Regions from separate parts of the Sus scrofa genome. Here region 1 is linked to region 2. Evidence: chromatin contacts called from public Hi-C data. All regions are on one chromosome and are shown on one strand. Each heading gives the region's core, a stretch centred on a gene start, on an enhancer-like site or on the middle of the called end of the contact. The rest is flanking DNA. Distances are from core to core; before and after follow the strand shown. Region 1 overlaps LOC106505934 (a long non-coding RNA gene). Region 2 overlaps LOC106505934 (a long non-coding RNA gene).

Evidence for each region. Hi-C and Micro-C count contacts between places; a contact is called where the count stands out from the background.
Region 1: a Hi-C map of embryonic fibroblasts shows a contact between it and region 2, with 2.1 times the contacts expected there. The contact joins two enhancer-like sites. A contact is called at or near these places in 2 of 47 Hi-C or Micro-C datasets (embryonic fibroblasts and epiblast stem cells).

Annotation. Positions count from the first base shown.
Region 1 is chr14:36,854,448-36,859,648 of Sscrofa11.1, reverse strand. The region is part of intron 3 of LOC106505934 (a long non-coding RNA gene); the gene reads right to left. Among named protein-coding and RNA genes, the nearest start is that of TBX3, 730 kb to the left of the region's middle. Within about 2 kb of position 1,633, at least 10 of the 83 cell types and tissues checked have an H3K27ac peak or open chromatin away from gene starts, as enhancers often do. A contact at or near this core is called in embryonic fibroblasts, where this site is marked.
Region 2 is chr14:36,616,250-36,621,828 of Sscrofa11.1, reverse strand. The region is part of intron 3 of LOC106505934 (a long non-coding RNA gene); the gene reads right to left. Among named protein-coding and RNA genes, the nearest start is that of MED13L, 560 kb to the right of the region's middle. Within about 2 kb of position 2,153, at least 2 of the 83 cell types and tissues checked have an H3K27ac peak or open chromatin away from gene starts, as enhancers often do. A contact at or near this core is called in embryonic fibroblasts, where this site is marked.

The DNA of each region.
Region 1 (5,201 bases), core at 384-2,883, 240 kb before region 2:
TTTAAAAGTGGCTGGAGACCTTTCCTTAAGAACATCACAGCTCTATCTACTGTTTCCCTCTGAGCAGCCTATATTTATTCATTCTTCATTCAACAAATATTTATTAAGTCCCTACTCTATGCCAGGTACTGTGCTAGTAGCTAGGATCCAGAAACAAATAACACAGCATGGGCTTGTCTTTAAAATTATATATATAACAGTTATGCATATATAAAACAATTATATTTATCTAAGAGAAATTATAATCTCTATATTTAATATATTTTAACATATTATTTACATATTATATACATATATGAAATTACAAGCCAATTGGGAGATAGGCACTATTAAAATAGATTTTATTCTTATGGAGAAATAAAGAAAACAAGCTATTTGAAATAGACAGGGCCTTCTTTCTGCAAAGTATTTTTTGCTATATGTAGAGAATCAGATATTTTCACTTCAGTCCAACTTAGCAAACATTAATTGAGCATCTACTAGGCCTAAGGTCTTGTGCTAGCTACTCTGAGGATACACTGATAAAACAGAAGCTGCCCTGAGGAAACTTACACTCTGGCATGATTAGGACCCAAAGAGGTCCCTTCTCAAAGTGTCTGTCTCTGTCACAGGGAGAAGGATGGCTGATTGTTGGGGCCTGGGACCTGCTCTCAGGTCCCATGAGTCCAAGCTCCCTGCAGCAAGCACCTCATATCTATGACCTCAGGCAAGTGACCTAATTTACCTGAATCTCAGTTTCCTCATCTGGTCAGTTGTGCATCAAAGTAGCTCCTACCTCATGGTTTGCTGTGCAAGTTCAATGTGCAAAGTGCTCTCTGTCATGGGCACGCAAGGAAGCTGGGTAAATCATCTCAAATGACAGCCATTCTTTTTTTTTTAGTTTGTATAATGATTTTTATAGCCGTTCCTATTGCAATTACTTTAGTTCATAATGGCAGAGTAGAAAATATTATTTTAAAAGCACTTTTTTGAATGAAGAAAGTGCTAGATTTAATAAAGCAGACCGTGCTGAATTTTTTTTTTCTAATAAGCGTGTTTTTTTTTTTTTCTGTTGTTTTTAATAGTCAGAATGGACCTTGCTACCTTCAACTGCAATTTTCTGTTACACTGGTTGTTTTTGAGGCCCTCTCACCTTTAGACAAAGCTCACCTGTCAATCTCTAGGCAAAAGGACCTGTTTAGGATGACCAACTGTCCTGGGTTGCCAGAACCTGGAGGATTTCCCAGGATGTCTGACTTTCAGTGCTAAAACCAGGACAGTCTCCTGCAAACTGGGAATAGCTGGTCCCTGTCCTGGGCCATCACGTACAGTAAAGCATACATATGTGCATGTTAAGACTCTGTGTGTGCTCCAGTGAGAGCCTCAGAAAACGAAAGTGATACCCCAACACCACTCAGCTAGGTCTGGCCCACAGAGGACAAGGTCCATGTGACACGGCAGGGGCATGAGACCAGCTTCCATCCACCCTGGCAGTGTCTAAGCCACACACAGCATTTCAGTGACTCATGAGGCTTCCAAGCAGAAGGATGAGAAGATTTTTAAGTGATTTGGGCCTCAGCTTCCAATTACTCAGGGCAGCCCTGGCTCTTGAGAGTAGGCGTGACCCCCTGACTCACTCTGGGAATATCCAGGATGTTGATGGGAATGATTAGCAAGCAGTCCACACAGGGTGGCAACATGATTGCCTTTGCTTTGTTCTGAGCGTTGACCCTGGATTCAAATGCTGGCTCTGCTACTTTCGAGTGATGACTTTGGGACCCCCTCTGAGCATCAGCTTCCTCTTTAGAGAACTAACTGAGATAATATATGTCTCCTACTTAGTGCAGGAAGGGCATCTAGACAGGGCTTCACAAATTGTAGCCGTGATTGATAATCATGGCTTATTATTTCTGTATTGTTACTATTGTATCTACATTATTGTGAATAGCATTGGTATTATCACATATTGTGGACACAGCTCCTTCCCATTCTTCCCTTCAAATAAGTCATTTAAAATAATTGTAGACCCTCACATGAAGACTTTCAGGTACAATAGCAATAATTTAGAAATGGTAATGAGCCTATTTACAAGGTTTTTTTAATGATATTCAGGTAGGATGCATTTATCTTTTTTTTATTATTATTTTTAGGGCCGCACCTGTAGCATATGTAAGTTCCTAGTCCAGGAGTCAAATCAGAGCTGTATCTGCCAGCCTACACCACAGCCACAGCAGCACCATATCTGAGCTATGTCTGAAACCTATACTGCAGCTCATAGCAACACCCCCGTTCTTAACCCACTGAGCCAGGCCAGGAATCAAACCCTCACCCTCATGGATACTAGTCAGGTTCATATCATTGAGCCACAACAAGAACCCCCAGGTAGGATGCATTTAAAACAAAGAGATTAGATAGAAAAATATTTTTTTCCTCCAAGCTTTGAAGAAGACAATTCTTCTAAATTCTCTTGGTCTAAATCAATCTCTCCCAAGGCATACACAGGGGAAGTATGTGTTATTTTGTGAAATAAAATAAAAGGAGAGGATTTGAGGTTTGGAGAAATGCGTGGACAAAGATGTGGTACCTATACACAAAGGAATACCACTCAGCCATAAAAAAGAAGGAAATAATGCCATTTGCAGCAACACGGAAAGTCTTAGAAATGATCATATTAAGTGAAGTAAGTCAGGGAAAAACAAATGCCATATGATGTCACTTATATGTGGAGTCTAAAATATGATAAAAATGAATGTATTTACAAAATAGAAATAGGCACATGGACATAGAAAACAAACTTATGGTTACCATAGGGGAAAGGGGGTGGGGAGGGATCAATTTCCTAATAAAATTGGGGATTAGCAGATACGAACTACTATATATAATATAAATAAACCACGAGGTCCTACTGTATAGCACAGAGAACTAAGTTCAATTTCTTGTAATAACCTATAATGGAAAACAATCAGAAGAATATATATATATGTGTAACTGAATCACTTTGCTGTACACTTGAAACTAACACATTAAAAATCAACTATATTTCAATTTAAAAAATAAAAAATAGAAAAATACCATATGCTATCACATATATGGAATCTAATATTTGGCACAAATGAATCTATCCACAGAAAAGAAACAAACTCATGGACATGGAGAACAGACTTGTGGTTGCTAAGGGGCGGGGGAAGTAGCAAGATGGACTGGGAGTTTGCGGTTAGTAGATGCAAACTATTGCATTTGGAGTAGATAAACAATGAGATCCTGCTGTGTAGTGCAGGAAACTCTGTCCAATCACTTGTGATGGAACATGATGGAGGATAATGTGAGAAAAAAAATGTATGTATATGTATAACTGGGTCACTTTGCTGTGCAGCAGAAATTGACAGAACATTGTAAATCAACTATAAGAAAACAATTTTTTTAAAAAAGGAAAAAAAAAGAAAAGTGGTAAATAGGTTTGGAAAAACATTGAGTTAAATCAAATTCAATAGATTTGTTTACTGCGAAACTTCCCCAAGCTTTTACTACAAAACTCATAGCTCTCCAAGAGGGAGGAAGAGTGTGCTGTAGTCTCCCCACTTGCTTGGCCATGGCACCCTTTTTTCATGGAGTGAACCCGGGGGCTGGTGTTGGATAGAACAGAAAATCCTCATCCAGATATTTCTGCACAAGTCCTTGACTTCATCTCAGTCCGCACCCGGATGGCCTGGCTTCCTTGGAAGTTGATGCTCGATTCCCTATCTCTGACTTCTTCCACTTGGCCACCCAAGGGCTGTGATTCATTTTGCAGATGGCCTTTATCCCTGGGTGAGTCTGGGGCCTCCCCACTTACCTGCCAGGGATCATGGCACCAGAGTCTGAACAACTACAGAACTCTTTCTTTCTCTGTCTCATGCCTCCTTTCTGGGAAACTGGATTCCTTTTATTTGTTTAATTTTTTTAATTATTTTATTTTATAATGATTTTTATTTTTTCCATTATGGCTGGTTTACGGTGTTCTGTAAATTTTCTACTGTACAGCAAATTGACCCAGTTACATATATATGTATACGTTCTTTTTTCTCACATTATCATGTTCCATCATATATGACTAGACATAGTTCCCAGTGCTGTACAGCAGGATCTCATTGCTTATCCCTTCTAAAGGCAATAGTTTGTGTCTATTAACCCCAAATTCCCAATCCATCCCACTCCCTCCCCCTTGGCAACCACAAGTCAGTTCTCCAAGTCCATGATTTTCTTTTCTGTGGAAAGGTTCATTTGTGCCTTATATTAGATTACAGATATAAGCGATATCATATGGTATTTGTCTTTCTCTTTCTGACTTACTTCACTTAGTATGAGATCTACCAAGATGTTTCATTTCTCTTGGGAGAGGATTGCTGTCTGATGAAGATGATAAACACGTCAATGACATCATGATGATAAAAAAAATAAATAGCTTATCTGCGGAGAACTTACCATATGCCAGGATTGTGCTTCACCCCTGGGAAGGGGCTACGATTTAGTACCTCATTTTCCAGATGAGGAAACTGAAGTTCAAGGAGGCTCTAAGGCCTTCCCACAATCATTCAGCAAGTAACTCTTGGAATTTGAATTTGTATGGACCACCATAAAAGTGACTTAATCTAGAATCCATGTTCCTGAAGTACTTGACAGGGACTCACTCAAAAATATAAGTAATGGGAGAGCTTTAAGTGAATTCACACTGCCAGAACTACCTCAAGGAGTTCCCATTGTAGCTCAGTGGGTTAAGAACTCAACTAGTATCCATGAGGATATGGGTTCAATCCCTGGCCTTACTCAGTGGGTTAAGGATCTGGTGTTGCCACAAGCTGTGATGCAGGTTGCAGAGAGGCTTGGATACTACATTGCTGTTGTTGTGGCCGTGGCGTAGGCTGGAAGCTGCAGCTCCAAGTCAACCCCTAGCCTGGGAACTTCCATATGCCACAGGTGTGGCTGTTAAAAACAAACAAACAAACAAACAAACAAACAAAAAAACTGCCTCAAAATGATCACACATAGGGTCCCTGAAAAACCTCAGCTCCAAATGCCAACCTGGAATGCCTCAAAACATAAGCAACTCAAGCCTTACAGATATGGTGGCCAGTGACCTGAACCTTGGATTACCACCTCCACCTTTACCTTAGCACATAGCCGCGTGGCACATGCTAATGTGACTCACAAAGACTCCGGATTTCCTCCATCTCTGCCATTGACAT
Region 2 (5,579 bases), core at 904-3,403:
TTTGTAGAAAAGATGCTTGTGGGGTAAGGTCCTTCGGGGGGAGGGAGAAAAATCTACGTCTTTGTTTAATCTGTGTCTTTATAAATGTTTCTTTTGCCAGCATGGGCTGCTCACTGTGACTGGCCAAAAATCATCTCTCACTGAGATCTAGCTTCCTCTCCCAAGAATAATATCAAGAACAGTCTTTAAGATACAGTTTCATTGGGTTTGTTTTATTTCTTCCTGATTTTTGCGACTACTTGGTTGTGCATTCTGGCTCTTGTGTCTGCCTTATAGGTTACAGCTCGATTTGAGTAGAGACTCTGTACCTTCTTCTCTCTTGAGTCCCTGTATCCCAGAGCCTGGGGCAGTGGTGGATATGGAGTGGAGATAGCACCAATATTTTGGAAAGATGATGCTCCTTAAAACACAACTCTCCAAATCCACTGAGGCTATAGTTGCAGTTGGTTGAATCAACCTCTTGCCCTAAACTCTTCCATAACTCCCCATTGCCATCTGGATAATGAGCTTTAGCAAGGCTCACAAACCTCAATTCAGCCTACTTTCCAACTTCAACTCTGCTTCTCCTAACCTCAGCCAGATAACTTATTTGCAGTTTCCAGCATCCTACCTTCCCCACTTCACCACCAGCCCTTTTGTACATCCTCATCCTGCTCCCTGAAACTGTCTGTCCCACCTTCTCCACCTTGTTCCTTCAACTCAGCATCAGGTCTCAGCTTTGATGTCACCTCCTCCAGGAAGCCTTCCCTGCTTCTTCCCTCCACCCACACTAAAAGAATTGAATCAAGTGTGCTGCCCAGCACTATCACAGCTTACCTCCTCCAGCACTGATGGTGATACTATAAATGCCCATTTATATCTCTATCACTCTCAACAGACCTAAATCCTCTAAGTGCCAAGTCTCAGACTCTGGTAGATATTAAGCCCTCAATGAATAGCTGAGTGAACAGAATAAAACATAAACGTGGGCAGGGGAGTGGAGAGATCATAGCATCCAGGTAGAAAGCACTTGAATTTTCCTTATTAAAATTGTTGTCCTACAGAGTGCTGCACATGATCCTGATGGTGGTCGTATTCCAACCCTTATCCCCAACCCCTGGATGCACAAAGACTGAATCTTCCCTAACATGATCCCAACCAGGAAATCAACTTGGACCTGCAAGGTAATTCCAGCCAAATGAGTCTGGTTATGATTCTCCAAGCAAGCTAAGTTTGCCCCACAGCCTGACCCAGAGAATTTGGTGTCTGAGACAAGCCACTCCATGTGAACCTTCAAGGGTATGAAGAAGGTTGAGGGGAGAAGGAAAGGAAAGGATGATGGAGGTACTTGGACAGAAATGCTATCTCTGCTTGACTTTGGGTTCTGGTTATACTCCTGCCCAGCAATGGCTAAAATACCAGGACTCAATATAAAGATATGATGGGAAATAGGTAAGACCTAAAAACTGGAAAAAGTATGTTTCCTCCAAATTTCAGAGTCACAGGGGAAACTCCATCTTACCCTTGGTTAGCTCTGTCCTACACGGAGCTTTAGCAGGTAAGTGGGCTTTGGTATTCTGCTCTGAGAGTGCTGTTGCAAAGCTCACTGCTAAAAAGGAATTATTGGTTCTCTCAGCCTCCACCTTCATTGCAGCTCTTTGGGGACAGTAAGTTTACACTTCTGTTTCTCAGCACCTCAAATCTCTCTCCCCTGGGCTGGCACTCTAAGGAAAGTGCAAGAGGATTCTAGGCTCCTCAGGTTTTCCTCTTGACAGAAGCATCCCTTTTCTACCTCAAAATGTGTGCTTGAGAACCATACATAGATACCCTAATTTAATGCACACTCTCCCAGGTGTCCAAACTCTATCTTTGCATCTTTCAGACTGTGTGATATTGAGCAAGTGACCTAACCCTTCTGAAACCTGTTTGTAAAGTGGGATATTAAATACAGCTCTGTCATGGAGAGAGAAGATCTCTTTGGGTGAAGATGAAATGAGATGCTAGAGAAAAAGCACCAAGCATGTCTCCTGGCTTCCATGAAGCACTTACCAGCAACTATTATTGCTGCATTGGAATGAACTTTTTTCTTGAACGAGCACTTGCATTAGATCACTGTTATTTCCAACTCAGATTCTGTAATCCTAACAAAGTATGCTGAATAAACAAAAAATAGATTTTTCTGTCGTATATAAATGTCAAGCTTCAGAAAATGCACATGAGACAAAGAGCTGGTTTTCACTGACTCCAGGATGTATCACGAAGAAGTTTTGTTATTTCTGTTGTTAATACATTCCTGATAGCCACTTGTTTCCTGGTTATTTGCCTCTCTGGCTCTGATTGGCTGGGTTCCAGTTTCTTGAGGTTTTTACTGCATTTGGAAGCTATGTTATGAAAACCTTGAAGCCTCCACGAAAATGAAAACTTCCTTTTCTTCCCCTTTCTCCCCAGAGTGTGGTGGCCAAATACCCCTCTGATTTGGAGGACTAGCCAAGTTCAAATGCTCTGTAGCAACAATTCTATATCAGTTGTCACAGAAATCATTGCATTTTGGCATCTACACTGTAATTCCCTGCCTTGCCTCTCAACCTGATAAGTGGCCAAGAAAATCCTTTGTTGGTTCTGAGCACTACCCATTTCTGTTCAGATCATTTGACTCTGTATTTATGATATATCTCTCTTTGTCCTTTATCCAACTACCCTTCCCCTTCACCCAACCATTATACTCATCTGTCAGTTGCCTCCCCCATTTCTAATAATATCATGCACACATACACAAATGTACATACACATGCGACCACACAATACACACGGTCAACATCCTTCTCTCCCTCCACCATGGGCATCCCCATCATTAGGATTTGTGGCCAACACAAATTTTTGTTAAAAGGTTTGAGAAAAAACAAAAATGCCTTTCATTAGCACAGGGTATGTGAAGGTGTTGTAATCACACCACTAACCAAAGAATCTGTTTTTTCCCTGAATACCTGAAAGGATTTGGATAATCCTACAAAGTAACAGTCTTGTTTTCTGCTCAGTGGTGCCAGACCAAAATCCACCCACACCAAGACAAATGTTTCTTTTTTAGCTCTAGCAAGCTTCTCAAAAGCAAGACAACCCACAACCTACAAATGTGGCAACCTGGCTTGATCATGTTCCTCCTTCTCTTCATCTTTTGATGATATCGTTGACTACCCAGAATCAGCTCTAAGGTGCCTGTCCATACCCTTGTCAAAAAGACCAAGAACAGCACCAAAAAGCAGGTCCAGGAGTAGTAACCAGGGGTGGAGTGCCATCTGCTGGCCATTTTTCTAAGACCGCTTCCAGCTTCTCAGCCCACACTAGGAAAAGTTCCCTCATTTCAAAGCTGCTGAAAGAATCTCATGGTCGGGCATGGGAACAAATGGGTTTTTTACTGTATTAATATCCTGTTATTGAGAATAGGCTTTTAGAAATAAAGCCTCCTTCTCTTTCACTTTTTTAGGTATTTAAAGCAAAATCATAAATCTGGGAACTCTGCTAATAATTGCTTTTTGTTGTTGTTGTTACAGTGTTATATTGGTGAATAATAATAATAAACTCTTTAAAAATTCAGTTTTACACACTCATAATTGGGACCCCCTAAATCAGCATATCATGCTTTGCAAAGGGATTTATGATCCTTGGCAAGTTTACGAGACCTTAACACAACAAAGGCAAGAAAATCGAGGAATAGCCGAAAAATAAAACTGAAATGAATGAACCCGTTTCCAAAGGAGCAAGAACACAGCTAATGAACATATATTTTTGTGATGAGGCTGATTATGTTTCACATGTAAGTAAGCATTTCTATTTAAGATCCTATGGACTCATTTCTTTCCTCTAGGCTATTACATTTTTGTAGTCTCCTAAAATCCAGAGGAAACACTGGGGGTTCTCCCTTTTAAATAATGTGCCTCTTCCAAGAGAGAAAAACAGAAAAGTCACATGCCTAGCTCTGCTTCTTTAGAGTTTGCTTCGCTTCTCTTCTTTCTGGTTTCAAAATAGACAGTGAACTGACAAAATTGGCAGGAGGGGAAAGGATACTTTTCTTCAAAAGAACTTACAACACATTTTTATTTGTAATATTCACCGGGAAGCGTGTCAATGACACACAAAAGTCAGACATTATCTTTCCAATTGCTCCTATGGAAGTTTTCTGAAATGATCATCTACGTAAGTGTAGACAAATATATGGAAAATAGTGCGAATCACTTACACACAAAAAACAGATCTGCCACGCTTGGAAATGCCCACTCTGGAGAAGGCTTGCCCTTTGGTTGGATGCATGTAAGATTTCTCTGCGGAACAAGTCCTAGGGGTTCTCATCATTCCTTTTGTTTGTGCTTTGCTCAGCCTTCCAGAGGCATCTACAAACTGTAGTCCTTACTGCCAGGGGAGGATTTGGTTAATAGTTCCTAGTATTTTCAGCCCCTTCATTGATTTCCTTCCTTTCTAGTATTTTTAGTTCCTGAGATAAAACCTCATTTATAACAAAGTCAAAATCCCTGGAAAACATTTCGTCAATGAAACAGTCAGCTTTGCTGTTCGTGATTTTACTGAATGAAGAGTGTTGTTTTTTTTTCCCCCTTGAAATCTAAAAAGCCATCTCTGATTATTTAAAGACAGGCACAAGGGTGGAATTTTTAAAATATCTTAAAATCGTATTTTAAAGGTTTGCTCTTTGCCATAAAATCGCCTTTCCGTAGGCACAGGACTGCTAGGACCAAATCATTCACTTTAGGAATTAGGGTCAGCCAGCACCAGATTCAATTCTGGCAGATCCTAAATAAAGGTATGTCTCAGCCTGGTTTTTTGTTCTTGTTTTTATCATTGTGTGTTATTCACAGTCCCTGATCTAAAATATTGAAATTTTGAGACATGATATTTTTAAACGAAACTCATCAAATAAGAAGTTCTATTTTTCTTTCCTTTTTCAAGACGTTTTATTTCTTTACAGGATCCTCTATTTCCCCCAAATTTGGAGAGGTTTTTGCAATCACTGTACATTTGAAATACCAGCTGCTAACTTCAACCCAATTTTCTGCCCTGTTTGAAAAGGACTTTTTGTTTGGGTTTTGTAGGGTTAGGATTGAGAGTGTGTGTGTGCCTGCGCGTGTGTGCACAGAAAGACAGAGAAAAAGAGAGAAAAGCACACAAATAGTTTTGCTTTGAAGTTGCTACATAATTACTGTTAAGATCTACCCAAAGGTACTGAGAGACAGCGCTCCTTACTCAAATCTGGTGAATGAACAGGCAAGCAACATCTAGGAAGACTTTTTTAAAGGATGGATGAAATGAAGAATCGGGAAAAATGCAACCAAGGTAGATGAAAGTTGTTGTGGTTTCTGTGGTTGTTTTCTTGCAGAGAAGCATTTAGGAAAGACAAGGAAAGGGGAGAAAGGAGATGGAGGGAACATGAAAAAGAGAAAAAAAACATTTATAGAGACAGGGTGAGAAAGAAAGAAAGAGGGAGGGGGAAGGAGGGAAGAAGAGAAAGGAAGGAAGAAGGGGAGAAAAAGAAATTAATTTACTGAGAAAGAGAGAGAAAGAAATTAATTTACTGAGCTGAGTATCTTCTTCTG